Linked DNA regions of Mus musculus: regions 1, 2 and 3 are each linked to region 4. A link is a contact called in public promoter capture Hi-C data. All regions are on one chromosome and are shown on one strand. Each heading gives the region's core, a stretch centred on a gene start, on an enhancer-like site or on the middle of the called end of the contact. The rest is flanking DNA. Distances are from core to core; before and after follow the strand shown.

What was found. Promoter capture Hi-C pulls out the DNA fragments that hold promoters and counts their contacts. Capture Hi-C pulls out chosen DNA fragments and counts their contacts.
Region 1: a contact with region 4 is called in a promoter capture Hi-C map of adipose tissue. The contact joins the promoter of Kxd1 here to the promoter of Homer3 in region 4. A contact is called at or near these places in 6 of 39 promoter capture datasets (the 3T3-L1 cell line, embryonic stem cells, hippocampal neurons and 3 more), 5 of 484 Hi-C or Micro-C datasets (Th1 cells, embryonic stem cells, muscle stem cells and 2 more), 22 of 115 datasets of contacts at active chromatin or transcription factors (the 230-238 cell line, the HPC-7 cell line, the SCID.adh cell line and 15 more) and 4 of 9 other capture datasets (adipose tissue, liver, macrophages and 1 more).
Region 2: a promoter capture Hi-C map of neural stem cells shows a contact between it and region 4. The contact joins the promoter of Rex1bd here to the promoter of Homer3 in region 4. A contact is called at or near these places in 17 of 39 promoter capture datasets (the 3T3-L1 cell line, the C10 cell line, the HPC-7 cell line and 12 more), 1 of 15 datasets of contacts at CTCF or cohesin (large pre-B cells), 15 of 484 Hi-C or Micro-C datasets (CD4 T cells, CD8 T cells, the HL-1 cell line and 10 more), 27 of 115 datasets of contacts at active chromatin or transcription factors (the 230-238 cell line, the NIH/3T3 cell line, astrocytes and 15 more) and 5 of 9 other capture datasets (adipose tissue, embryonic stem cells, liver and 2 more).
Region 3: a contact with region 4 is called in a promoter capture Hi-C map of pancreatic islet. The contact joins the promoter of Ncan here to the promoter of Homer3 in region 4. A contact is called at or near these places in 2 of 39 promoter capture datasets (both in liver), 1 of 115 datasets of contacts at active chromatin or transcription factors (embryonic stem cells) and 3 of 9 other capture datasets (adipose tissue, liver and pancreatic islet).

What each region holds. Positions count from the first base shown.
Region 1 is chr8:70,521,462-70,524,879 of GRCm38.p6, reverse strand. It overlaps Kxd1 (KxDL motif containing 1), which reads left to right and starts at 1,700. Exons shown (of 5, transcript NM_029366.2): 1 at 1,700-1,817.
Region 2 is chr8:70,505,139-70,508,478 of GRCm38.p6, reverse strand. Rex1bd (required for excision 1-B domain containing) reads left to right here and starts at 1,727. Exons shown (of 5, transcript NM_025577.3): 1 at 1,727-1,817; 2 at 1,900-1,982; 3 at 2,519-2,723. The coding sequence starts at 1,746. Uba52 (ubiquitin A-52 residue ribosomal protein fusion product 1) reads left to right here. Exons shown (of 4, transcript NM_019883.4): 4 at 1-216. The coding sequence ends at 147.
Region 3 is chr8:70,118,930-70,122,676 of GRCm38.p6, reverse strand. It overlaps Ncan (neurocan), which reads left to right and starts at 1,833. Exons shown (of 15, transcript NM_007789.3): 1 at 1,833-1,949.
Region 4 is chr8:70,281,023-70,284,329 of GRCm38.p6, reverse strand. Homer3 (homer scaffolding protein 3) reads right to left here and starts at 1,331. Exons shown (of 10, transcript NM_001146153.1): 1 at 1,230-1,331.

The DNA.
Region 1 (3,418 bases), core at 451-2,950, 240 kb before region 4:
AAAGGGGTTACACATTTAAAAAAAAAATAGAACCAGGTTGCTAGGAAAAAATAAGTCTTCAGATCCCCCATCCCCACCTCACACCTCACGGGACAGACATATTGTGGTGCTCAAATAGAAGAACTGTCCAGATGATAGGTATGGTGCAGCAGGTCTTCATTCCCAGCCCCAGTGAAGCTGGGGCGGGAGGATAGACAGGAATTTCAAGGCCAGCTCCTGACTCATAATGTAAAAAGTAATTTGTTCTTGTATATTTTCAGTATCAGGTATACTTAGAATCCACCAAAGAAGCACAGGTAGCATGAGGTGCTAGACTCTTCCTGTCCTGAGTTGTCACTGCTGTCTGCTTCTCTTAGCACCCAGGATAGTTGTAAAGTTACAGGCACTGTACTATGTGACCCATGCCACAATCAGAGAAGGAATAGTCAGGCTCAAGCCTAGACGACTCATTTGATAAGATTTTAAATCCCTGGAATAGAATGGGGAATTTAAAGACTATGGTAAGGTATACAAAGATTGTAACTCTCTGAGTATCCAGTTATGGGAAAAAGCCTGAGGTTACTTATGATCAGGACTTTAAAAACTACTACGGGGGGCTGGTGAGATGGCTCAGTGGGTAAGAGCACCCGACTGCTCTTCCGAAGGTCCGGAGTTCAAATCCCAGCAACCACATGGTGGCTCACAACCATCCGTAATGAGATCTGACTCCCTCTTCTGGAGTGTCTGAAGACAGCTACAGTGTACTTACATATAATAAATAAATCTTAAAAAAAAAAAAAAAAACTACTACGTTAGCTGGCCATAGTAGTACATACCTTTGATCCCAGCACAGAGGAGGCAGAGAAAGACAGATCTCTGAGTTAAAGAGCAACCTGTTCAAAACACTAAAGGGCATTCCTGGACAGCCGGGACTACACAAAGAAAGGAGTAGGAGAAGAAAAAAAGAAATCAAATACTGCCTTGTTTGCAAGAAATCAGCATGCCAGCCTCTGCCTTTTTTTCTATGCTGAAATCCTTTTTTTGCAGAAGGCATATTAAAAACGGTTTCTCTTATTTGGACGTACAGAAAAAGTCCCAGAAAAACCAGAGATAAAAAGAGAAATCTTGTTTCATAAAACCAAAACTGGCCGGTCCTGGTGGCACAGGCCTTCAATCCGACCACTCAGGAGGCCGGTAGATCTCTATGAGTTCGAGTCTGGCTTGGTCTAAATAAGCAAGTCCAGAACAGGCAGAGCTCTGTTACACAGAGAAACGGTCTAGAAAAACCCAAACAAAACAAGTCAAATCCCTGCATCTCTTTCACCAGACTCTTTATTAGAGAGAGGGGATTATTTCTCACAATACCGAGTACCAGGCCAGCCTGGGCTACAGCGATACCTCAAAAATCTGAAAGTCACACATGGTGGCATACAATGGCGTACACGCCATTTCAGGATGACCAGGATTTTAAGGGTAACCTAGGCTCCATGGCGAGCTGGAATCCAGCCTGAGTACATATGACCTTGTCTTTTTGTTTACTTTTCGAGATAGGGTTTCCTTGTGTAACACTGGATTGATAAATAATACATTTAATTGCCCACTTCCGGATTGCTTAAAAGCCATGTTTGGGACACAGCGCGTGCGCGTATCTAGTGCTGCGATTGCTCATCCTTTTGGCGTTCACGTTAGGGCTTCTACAATTTGGTCCTCCCGCCTCCTCGCGGTGAGTACGCGCAGGCTCCTAGGCGCCAGGACAGGGGGCGCTCGTGGACGCTCTATGATGACGTAAGCGCTAGGGCGCCCTCCCGGAAGCGCGAGCCAGGCCGCCAGATGTGCAGGTGCCGAGGCTGGAGCCGCCGGGGCCGGGCAGGGCGGGAACTCGGGGCGTCAGGAGGCCACGGAGGGGAGGGAGGGCCCATCCTAGCTCGGGGACACAGCCTCAGTTTTCCCGGATTCGCAGCGATAGCGCGGGCCAATCTAGATGGAAACCCTAGTTGTGTGACCTGGAGCCCTGAGCGGCTTGGGGTGCGCGTGTACCTCAGTTTCCCCGCTCAAAGGGGCGGGGACCCCGTGTTTGTTTGAGTCACGCCTTATCTGGTTTGGTTCTTTTGTTGTTGTTGTTTCTCCTTCAGAGTTTGGCCGGAAGAGTTGAAGTCCGTTTAGAGGACTCGGGCCGGACGGCTCCTTGTGCTCCTACTGTGACCTTGAGGCTCAGAGCCATTCCAGTCAGCCTGACATTCCTGGGGGAGAGTTAGTGTTTCTTTAGATGATAGCTCAAATTAGCCTCCAGTTCCTGGTAATCATCCTGCCTCGGCCACCCAACTATAAAGAGAGTCATTAAAATTTTGAGATAGCAGCCCAGACTGGGGCCTCTGTCTCCTTGAAATGCATCTTCCTCAGTCTCTAAAGTACTGGGATGACAAGCGTGAGTTACCTCATCTGCTTGTGTTGAGTCTTGTTTTGGATTAGGGTCTCATTTGTTCCAGGCTAGTCTGTAACTCACAAAGCAAAAGTGACCTGAAACTTCTGCTCTTACTGTCTTCTCTAGCACTGTGCACGGGCAGGGCATTCACCACACCTGACTCTTATTTGTTTATTTCACGTATGTGCATACATAAACTGTCGCTGTCTTCAGACAAAGCAGAAGTGGGCACTGGATTCCCATTACAGATGGTTGTGAGCCACCATGTGATTGCTGGGAGTTGAACTCAGGACCTCTGGAAGAGCAGTCAGTGCTCTTGACCGTTGAGTCATCTCTCCAGCACGTATTTATTTAGACAGTCTTATGTGTCTCAATCTCGTCTCCCACTCATTATGTAGCGCAAATTAACTTTAAACTTACAACAGTCTTCTAGTCACCTGAGTGCCAGGATGGCAAACATGAGCTGTCACACCAGGCTTCTGTTTTAAAATAGGGTTTCATGCATCTTAGGGTGGCCCAAAACTCAGTATGTACAGCCCAAACTGACCTTAAGCCCTGAAGGACCCAGGGCTTCTGCATGCTTCCAGTTCAGTCCCAGACCAGGACTGATACCTGATCTAGAACAAAATCTCTGGAATTAAAATTCTGCATGAGAGATGCTAGCTGTTAACCTAGTTGTTGACTATGCCCTTTAATCACAAGTTACTTTTCTTCTACTTTTTTTTTTTTTTTTGGTTTTTGGAGACAGTTTCTCTGTGTAGCCCTGGCTGTCCTGGAACCCACTCTGTAGATCAGGCTAGCCTCGAACTCAAAAATCCACCTGCCTCTACCTCCCAAGTACTGGGATTAAAGGCTTGCGCCACCACTGCCTGGCTGTTTTTCTTCTTTCTTAAGATAATTTACAGTCTATTTTGGGAAATGGGGGCATGCACCTTCTCATGAAGGGGTTTTCTGCCAGGTGTGTTCCAGGGCTTGAACTGGAGTCCTCAGTATAGACAGCAAACATCTTTTAGGCAC
Region 2 (3,340 bases), core at 478-2,977, 220 kb before region 4:
TCCCTTCGTCAGCTTGCCCAGAAGTACAACTGTGACAAGATGATCTGCCGCAAGTGCTACGCACGCCTGCACCCTCGTGCAGTCAACTGCCGCAAGAAGAAGTGCGGCCATACCAACAACCTGCGCCCCAAGAAGAAGGTCAAATAAAGCTGTGGTCATACCTGGCATGTGACCCCGGGACCAAATAAAGTCCCCTTCCATCCACTGGAGCAGTAATTGGTGTCTAGAGTGACTGTTCTGTTGAGGGATCGGTGGGGAGGGGATCTCACCATGTAGCCTAGGCTGCCCTTGAACCTTGGAGGCTGGGGAGGCAGTAAAGACTGGTACTGGGCAGCAGGGTGAACCAGTGGGTTAGAACTTGCAAGCCTTGGAACCATGTAAAGGTGGAGCCCACACAGTGCTGCTGTGGGGAGGCAGGCTGTGCTTACAGATCTTGTCTTGGCTCTGATGTGTGGGGCCACAATTTAGGGTCTCTGGGGGAGCAGTTCACCTGACTCAGTACTCTGTACGCCAGTTAAGTTGCTGGACAACCTGATAGAGTTCACCATCAGGCATGGCACCAGGGACTACAGGCAACACACTTTATATGAGTTTATGAGGCCGCCTCATCTACCTTTGATTTTTGAGTATCAGGCACACTTTTGCATGAGTAGCTGGGTACTCTAGGGCGTCTAGGACCATTTCACCCATCGTGGGGAGTCTTAGACAGGCCATGTTGCTTGTAATTGACTTCAGGTATGCAGTCTGTCTTGTCATTTGGAAGGTTCCGTGGGTTCGAACCTGGTTGCCAGCAGCTTGCAAATCCCCCATGTATGTGCAACCAACATCTCCAAAGTAATTTAGGGAAGGAAGCTTTCAGAGTATATCCTACCTCCCCGGTGCTGGGAATCCCATTTCAAAGGTATAATCTGAATGGATGGTTTGTGTGCACTATGTGAGATGACATCAAAAGGTTTGTTAGGGGCTGGAGAAGTGGCTCAGTGGTTAAGAGCACTGATTGACTGCTCTTCCAGAGGTCCTGAGTTCAATTCCCAGTAACCACATGGTGGCTCAACCATCCATAATTGATCTGATGCCTCTTCTGGTGTGTCTGAAGACAGCTACAGTGTACTTACATATAATAAATACTTTTAAAAAAAAAATGCGTGATGGGCATGGTGGTGCACTTTAATCCCATCACTCTGTAGGCAGAGGCAAGCGGATTTCTGAGTTCAAGGCCAGCCTGCTCTACAAAATGAGTTCCAGGACAGCCAGGGCTATACAGAGAAACCCTGTCTGGGGGGCTGGGGGTGCATTAGGTGTCCTGCATATAGGTGTGAGTGGCTATGTGGGTAGTGTCATTGGGTTCAGTCCTGCAACAGCAACTAGTACTCAGCCACTGAAACCAAAACTGGTTCAACTACATTCGTAAGCATCACCGGTACAGAAATACTTGTGGCCTTAACTTCGATTTAGGCCCTATTCGAGCCCCGCTTGTTGCAAGGATCTGGCGGATGTACACAGCCCTGGAACTAACCATTTAGTTGCTTTAGAAACTATTTAGAGTTCCACCAGGCGGTGGTGACACACGCCTTTAATCCCAGCACTTGGGAGGCAGAGGCAGGGACAGCCAGGGCTACACAGAAAACCTGTCTCAAAAAAAAAAAAAAAAAAAAACGAATTCAAAGGCGCGCGGGCTGGTGGTGGACCTCCCGGCCGGCAGGGGGCGCAGCGGCCATTCCCTAGTGCCACTTGACTGCGCAGTCATGCTCACCGCCGCCACAGAGGTGTTGGCTGCTGCAGACGGTCCCGGGTCTGCGGAGTCCGCGTGGGCCTGGGTGAGCCCGGTTGCGGGTGGGACGGGCGCGGGGTGGCGGGATGGGCTCAGGACTCCGGCTTCATGGCCCCACACCCCCATAGAGAGACGCCCCGATCGCTACACTGGTGCAGAGGATTCAGCAGCTTCAGAATGAACGCGCACAGGCCTTCCGCCGTCTAGACCAGTGAGCGGGCTGGGCTGGAGGAGGGGGCGGGCCCTGGGAGAGCTTGCCTGAGGGGGACCTGAGGGGAGGCGGCTGGAGGCGTGGCTGGGAGGACCTAGGTTGTGGACTTGGTCGGAAGAGGTGGGGAGAGAGCCAGATCTGGTCCAGGAGATGCAGGAGTGCTGCTGCCGGGAGCAGGGCGTACTTGAAAGCGAAGTCTAGAAGGGTGGGTAAAAGGATCTGTGACACTGAAGCCTGTCTATTTGGGGGAGTTGGGTAGAGCTGAGGGTGTAGCTTTTAGTAGCAGGGTAGATAGGTGTAGAGCAGCATGTGACCGTGGGCGTGGCCTGGCGGGAGCAGCTGTGGTGTGACCCTCCACAAGATCCCTCATTTCTCTGAGTGCAGAGATGGTTAAGCACTAGCTCTGTCCTGACAGACCCAGTCTGTGGAGTTCGGGTTTGTCTCTTTCGAGTCGGGGGTATCTTCCACGTAGCTGGAGCAGGGAGCGTGGTCTGCTTGTCAGCGTGTCGATTCAGCATCCTCCCGGTCCACTGCAGAGCTCACCGTCAGTACCTGCTCAGTGGTCAGCACTATGACTTCCCGAGTTACCGGAGTGTCGTGCACGAGGTGACCCAGGCCTTCGCCGCTGCCTCGCGGGAGGTATTGGCAGTGGAAGCAGAGTTGGCAGGGCCTCGAGCGCAACCGGTGCTCGCCCGCCACGTGCGCAGCCTGCAGGAGCTAGAACAGACGCGCCTGGCCACGGTAAGACCACCACCCCTCTCCTTTTAGAGTGGGGCATGGTCCACAACCCATTCCCAGCCACCCCGACCTACTACTATTTTTGCCAAACACCTCTATGCATTTGGGCCCTCTCCCACTCTTTCCTGGCTAACTACATTTCCCTCCCAAATTTTTGCTTAATTATACCAGCCCCTCTGTAAAGCTGTCCTAAGAACTCCAGAAACCCAACGCATCGACCACTGTGGCTGTTTAAGTCCCTAACTCTGGGTTATCACCGTTGGAACCCACAAACTACTTCTTCCACAAACATCCTCAGACACTTGTCATCCTTGGTCCTTGACCCAGATCCCAAGACCCCACCTACCCTAACCTTATAGCCAGTGGTAGCAGGGGAGGAGCTTGCCCACTGTAAACCATGTAGCTCTTTGGTCTGGAATTCTTAGTGCAGAATCCCAAACTCTGCAGAGTTCCATTTCCATCCTAGAATTCGAACTCCATGTCCGGCCACTGGGGTGGAGGCCACACCCACCATACCTGCCACCATTCCCTGGTTTTTCCAAACTGTGACCATATTCTGTACCTCCTTCCATAGGAGAGCCCTAAAAGCAAGTCATACGCTACCTCCCACTCAAGCTCTG
Region 3 (3,747 bases), core at 584-3,083, 160 kb after region 4:
CCTGTGCTGCTACCGGGGGCCTTGTCTGGGTCTGTGGCCCTGCAACAGCAGGGGTCTGTTACTACCAAAGTCGTGGTAGATGTCCCTGGTCTGGGTTACTGTCCAGGGACATGTTAATGTATGAAGGACGTGCAGAACTGGCCCCACTCCTCACCTAGGCATCATGGGAGAGCTAGCCTTGGGGGTGTAAGAGCTGGAGAGCTGATGGGCTGACCAGTTCAGATATCTCTCAGGTCCAAATCCAGGACTTTGAATGAGCCCACAACAACATCTACCCCATCAATGATCTGCTGGAGTGCATGAAGGGGCTGATCCTACAGATCCAACACTACAGGGTCTCCATGTCAAAAGGCAACAACAAGGTCTCCAAGAGGAGTCCTGGCAAGCATCCAGTATTAATAGAATAAGAAGCCAGAGGCTTCAAACCAGACCAACAAGTCACTACAATGAACATTTGCAAGTGAAGAAGTGTGGACAAAGGGTCTGCTATGGGACACACTGTGGCACACTACAGCTTCCATGATGAGATTTCCTTCTCCTCTGTTGGGGGAAGGTTGCAAGGGTGGAGGGCAGGTACGGAAGAGAGGGAGAGGGGTGGGGTTGGGGTGCATGATGTGAAATTCACAAAGAGCCAATGAAAAGTTTTCTTTTTAAAAAAGACACAGGGCTTCACCTGTCTCTGTCCTCACTGAAGTTATAGGAATGTCACTGTACACTAATTCTGTGTGGGTGTTTGGGGACTCAGGTCCTCATGCATGTGAGGTAAGCGCTTCATCCACTGAGCCATCTCTTGAGGTCCCCTCCCCTCAGGACTGCTTTTGAGGCTAGGATCTCACGTAGCCCAGGCTGGTCTCCAATTGGGTAAGTAGCTGGGGATGACCCTTAAACTCCTGATCCTCTGTCTTCCTCTCCCAAGTGCTGGGGTTTCAGTCATGCACTTCCATACTACGCCTGGTTTATGAAGTGCTGGAGGTCAAACCCAAGGTTTCCGGCATGCTAAGCAGCACCCTACCTACCAACTGAACCACATCCCCAGCCCCTAAAATCTTGGCTTTTAAAGAACAGGTGTGAAAATGGCACATATGCTCCTGCCCAAAGTAGGAGCATCGTAAACACGTGACCCTGGTGTGCACCATTAAGCAATGATAAGAAAAGGCGAATGAATGAGTGAATGAATGAATGAATGAATGAATGAATGAATGAATGAGATGAATAGGGCAGAGCTGCTGGAGCAGTTCTGCAGTTAACACATCCAGACTTGGTCCCTGATGATTTAACATTTTCTATCATATTTATTTATTTATTTGGTGTGGGGTTGTGGAGGTCAGAGGACAAGTTGCAGGAGTCACGTCTCTCCATCCACCCTGTAGGTCACAGGGATTGAACTCGGGTCCTTGAGCTTGGCAGCAAACATTTACTGCTGAACAAAGGCTATTACTGTCATCTCACGGGCTCCTTGGTGACTTTTAGCAGCTGTGTGACCCAGTGGGTCCTCCGAGCCCATTTCTGTTCTAGAAATGGTTAACTGTCTTTGGAACCTTGGGGAATCGAGTTTGAATCCCCACTCTGCCCTTTCCTTCTGAGTGATCTTGGCAAACACTCTTACATCCATGAGGCTCAGTTTTCCCACCTGTAAATCGGAGCAGGTGGCCTCATGAGGCATACTGGAGTCATTTAATGGGGTACCTAAGAGCTCAAAGAGAAGGGGGCGGAGTCAGGTGTAGCCAGCCCCTGGACTGTGTCCGGACAGACGTGAAAGGAATCTCAGGCAAGCCAGCTGGAGGCCAGGGGCTGCGCATGCGCAGAGCATCCCTGTGCTCCTTTATAAGTGAGGAGGCTGCGCCTGGCGTGCTGAGCGCCTGGGCTCTAGGGCTGAAGAAACACCGGGAGCGGGGCGTCGCGTCCTTTGTGCCCGGAACCGTGGGGATGTGTTCGCGCTAAGGAGCCAGGTGTGGGGGGGCCGGAAGGAGGGGGGCAACAGAAAATAGGGCTTGGGGAGGACTGACCAGAATGAAGGGGAAGCCCCCTCCTCGATGAAAATGGGCAGGGAACGATGGGGGAGGGGAACCAAGTTTGGGGGGCCTGAGTGCATGAGGGGCGGCCTTAAGGGTGTTGGGAATGGAAGGGAGTCTTGAATGAAAAGACTTTCCCATCTCTGGTAGGGAGGATCCCTGGCTGCATATAGTTCTCTGGATCAAGCAGGAGGTGCTGAAAGCTAGGGCTAGGGGAGGGGTACCCCGAGTTTGGAATAAAGACAAGCTGGGAACTTGAAATGGGGACCTCCAATTTACACATGAATGGAAGGCTGTGGTGGGGAAAGGGTCCCCCAATTTAAGAGTGTGTGTAGCAGAGTCTCTTCCCTGGAAAAGGAAGTCAGACAGGTCTCTGTCCTCTTACTGCATCCTGAGCTAAGAAGGAGGCTCAGACACCCATCCTAAGAGTCACCCTGGTTTTCTAACAGATAAGGAGTTGGGGTGCAGTCCCTTTCCCCAGTAAGCATGTTTACTGTCCTGGCTAATGCTGGGTGTGGGTTCTGGTATGCCCCAAAATGGATGTTCAGGACCTGGATGGACCCTGTGAGGGGACAGGACCCCCCAGATGCCTCACATCTCCATGTAATCTCAGCACTCCACCCCAGTGCTTCACCCCCAGTCTACCTGTATGGTGCATTTTAAAACTCTCTTTGGATGATCAGGTGGTAGAAGGGAAGGGACCCAGTGCTTGGGTATAGGAGTGACCCCCGTGCATACACCACAGTGTGGCTTTGTTCATTCTAAGTGTGTTTGGGATAAAGCCAGGCTGAGGCAGTCCAGGATGGGTGACATGTGGGGACCAGTTAGGAAGGTATGAATTCATACATTGTGCCATCCCAGACTCTGGCAGTCTCGGTGATCCCTGGCCGTCCCTACAGGGAGACAAGGAAGGTTTTCACCCCAGGAATCGGGGGTCTTTGTGTGTCAACGAGCTATGAGGAGAGGCATGTCTAGGGTCTCCTGTGACTGATATAACTGCTAACAGTGTCTTTTGTTACAAAACTATGCTGGGGCCACATTATCAGTGGCCCTGCATCGGTCACCAAGGCCACATGCATCCCAGGGCTGGTGTGGCAGCCTGTGGGAGGAGCCAGACCTGGTGAACGGATTCGTTAGGGGCTTCAGCAGAGGGCTCCAGATTGTGGGTGTCTTTGTGTAGAGGTCGCGCAGCCTACTCCGCCAACACAGGCATGGTTCCCTTTGTTAATGTCCCTGAAAGTCTCTGTGTGTGTCTCTCCTGGGGTGTGTCTTGTGAATAGGGAAAGGGGATTCAGAGCATGGGAGTGCAAACCTGAGGAGCCACAGTGGGCACGGAGGCCAGGGTGGAGGTCCTCAGCTTGGCTTCCTTTCTTCTCCAGTGTTCTACACTCATGCACACACATCCAGTGTGAGTCTCGGGCCAGGAACCCTCAGTGTGTGCAAGAGTGTGTGCATACATGCGTGTGGCTTTCCTCGCCCCCACCCCACCCCCACTCCCGGGACCAGAAATCCTTCTGGAGCTGATGCACCCACATCACAGGGTGCCGACATAGACATACCCTCGCCTAGACACAGCACCACAGATGCACACCGTCACATATCCAGGGACAATAGATGACAACTGCCCAACTCCAACTCAGTGGAGAGATGAGAGGCAGGGTGGGGGTGGGAACGGAACAGGGGTACAAACACACTGGAGCTTGTGAATGTGCTTGCCCTCTTCTCTGCAGGCCCC
Region 4 (3,307 bases), core at 82-2,581:
TGGCTCATAGCCATCTGTAATGGGATTGGATGCCCTGTTCTGATGTGTCTGAAGACAGCTACAGTGTACTTGTATAAATAAAATAAATAACTCTAGGAAGGAAGGGAGGGAGGGAGGGAGGGAGGGAGGGAGAGAGAGAGAGAGGAGAGAGAGAGAGAGAGAGAGAGAGAGAGAGAGAGAGAGAGAGAGAGAGAGAGAGAGAGAGAGAGAGAGAGAGAGAGAGAGAGAGAGGAGAGAGAGAGAAAGGACCACTTAGCCCAGATAACTCTGTGTCTGAGTCTCCAGGGAGCTTACTTAAAAGGAAAAAATGAAAGCCTGGTATGGTGGCACCAGCACTGGGGAGAATGAGGAGACTTTGAAGCCAACCTGGGCTACAGAGTGGGACCATGTCTCAACGCACAGGCACACACACACACACAAGCACGCATTGCACACAGCGGTTCATCCTAGTCCCCACCATGTGAACAGGGAACAGGACCGGGAGAACGGAGCTCCCCAGCCTCCTATGAACGCTTGCACCTGTCATTCTCCTAAGTCCCCCAAATTTCAACTAAGGAGATTGGAGGAGAAGGAGGGTCCTGCGGGTGCGGGAGGTCAAGACCCGGGGTCTGAGGTCAGGGCCCCTCCAAGCTGTCTTGGGAAGCTGCGAAACCTAAGTTCCCATACAGAGGGAGGGTAGGGGGGTTGTCCAGTCAGAGACGCTAATGGAACTGGCGGAGATTGGGGGAAAGGGGTCCCCGAACCCAGGCCCTTCCGGTCGGACCACTCCTGCCTGGACTTGCCACCATCAGGAAAAGTTACTCACTGAGTAGTCACGCGCCTTGGAGCAGAGGCGCGGGGCGGAGAACCGCGATCGCGCGCGGCGGGGACCCTGCCAGGAGCCCCACGCCGGCTTCCCATTTGGCACCGGTTCCCACTCCCTCCAGGGCAGCTCGTGAGGGCAACTACGGGAGCCGCTGACCCGCAACTTCTAAGTGGCGGAGCCTCGCGATGCGGCGTCCCCAACACCCGGACCTCGGCTGAGGAACCCGGTGAAGACGCGCCCCGCGCCCCAGCCAGCACCTGAGCCGGCCCCCTAGCCGGCACCCCAGGATCCCAACCCCTCAGCCTGCACCCCGCAGCTCCTGGGCCCCGCCTCACAGTCCGCAACTTTGGAAACCGTCTGCGTTTCCTGCGCCCCCGACTCCCTGATTGTGCCTCGGAAGCTGGGGTCCCCCTGTCTGGCTCACCCCGCGTCGTCGTCGCTGCAGCCTCCGGCCCGCGCCCTCCGCGCGCCCCGCGCCGCCCGCGCCTTTGTCTGCGCCGCCTCCGGTCCCATCGCGGCCAGTCCCCGCGCCGCCCCGCCTCTGCCCAGCGCCCCCTGCTGGCCAGCTACGGAGGGCGGGGAAGAGGGAGGGGACCCCGAGAGGGAAGAAGAGGAGGGCGGACATGGAGGGGGGAGTTGGGCGGGGTGAAAGGGCAGAGGAAGGGGAGGGCACCAGGAGGTCAAGAGGAGGAACTTCTGAAGGGGGGACCCAGTGGGAGGCAACTGAAGGAAGTGGGGAGGGCGTGGCTTTTGAAGGAGGGGGAGGGGCCCATAAAGTCTGGGGCTGGGATCAGAGGGATTAAGGGCAGGGGCCTAGGATCAGGCAGAGTACTGGACAGAGGGGAGGGATCCAGGAGGGCAGCGGAGAGAGACAGAAGGTGACTGCGGACAAAGACAGCGGGGTGGGGAGAGGGGTGGAAGAGGAGGGTCTGTCTGGATCGGCCTTGGGGCAGAGCATTGGACTGATGGGCTGAAGGCTGAGAAGACAAAAGTGTGGGTGTTAGATGGGTGGTAGCGGGCCAGGGTGTGAAGACAGAGGCAGAAGTCCTGGAGTGTGATCTGGTGACCCAGAGATAGGGAGAAACACGGAAAATGGGTGGACAACGACCCTTCGCTTTCCTGCCTCCTACCAAGGGTGGCCCTGAGTCTTCATGTGGCTTCTTCGAAAAGAAAAAGTTCCTGGACCCTCAGCAACTGAAGCATGAAGACAGCTTGAGCCCAGCTCCCCAAAACGAAGGTGGGGGTGGGACTGCAAATCAGTGTGTAACGCCCTCGTCAAGCGTCTGTGGTGCCCTGGGCTCCATCCTAATTCCCACGAAAAGAACAAGCAGGCAAATCTCTGTGAATTCTAGGCTAGATTGGTCTATATAGTGAGTTCTAAGCCATCTAGGGCCACATAGTGAGACCCTGACTTTCAAAAATAAATTCTGGGAGTAACTAGGTTATTGTTACAGAGTCTTAGGATCCAAGTGTCCTCTTAGTGTTGTCTTCCAATGAAATGGACAAACTCCCTGCAGCTCTGTAGGCTGAGTCCTGCCTCTGTCCACAGCCACAGCAGCCCGCCGAGGATCCTTCAGGGGATCACCTATCTGCCAGTGGGTCCCTAGCCCTGTGGCAAATCCCTTGCTGCACTTTTCTAGAAATTTCTGCAAGGGTTTCCGTGTTCTGGGGACAAATGGCTGTGTCCGAATCAGAGTCTGTGGTTCTCAGCTTTGCATTTCTTATGTCAGATATATATTTTTTTCTCTTCTCAAGCCCTCTGGTGTCTGCTGGGATCTGAGCAGGTGGCTAACTTTCAGTGAAGATATTCTCAGGCCAGGCGAGTTTCTCTCCCTCGCCCTCCCAGGAATGTGCTCCTTTCCAAGGATGTTTGTCACTCCTTGACCTTCCAGGCTGTGTGGTTCTGTTCCCTGCCTCTGACAGCCCAAACTAGACTTCCCGGGGCTCCTGGCCTTCTGCTCATGGATGCTCTGATATATATATTATATGTAGAGGTATTTCCATTCATTTCTGAGTCACAGGCAGGTAGGAGCCCCTGAGCTACCAGCCTCCTTGATATTTATTTGCAGCTGGGGAAAACAAGGTCCTCTCCAACTGCGCCTAACTTTGAGAGGCATGTGCACAGGGAAACTATCTGTCTTTGCTCTTAGGCTCGGAGCCACAGAGCATGTGAACACTGGGAACAAAGACAATACCGTCTGCTGTGTTCAGACTGACTTTCTCCTTATTAGCAACATTTTTTTTTTAAGTATCTGAGCTCAGGGCAGCAGGCTGGAAGCCGGTCCTGGTCTGTCAGGCTCTGAGCTGGCTGCAGAGCTAAGACATGTGGTTATTGGGCAGTGGGGGTGGGAGTGGGGGTGGCTAAGGGCCTAAGCAGGCTTTGTGCTATGTGTGGGCACAGGAAGGAATGTGAGAGCTGAAAGTTCTGAAACAAGGCTTGGCAGGTGCCCATCTTCCCAGGACCTGGGAGGTAGAGAGTTCAAGGTCATCCTCTGCTACAGA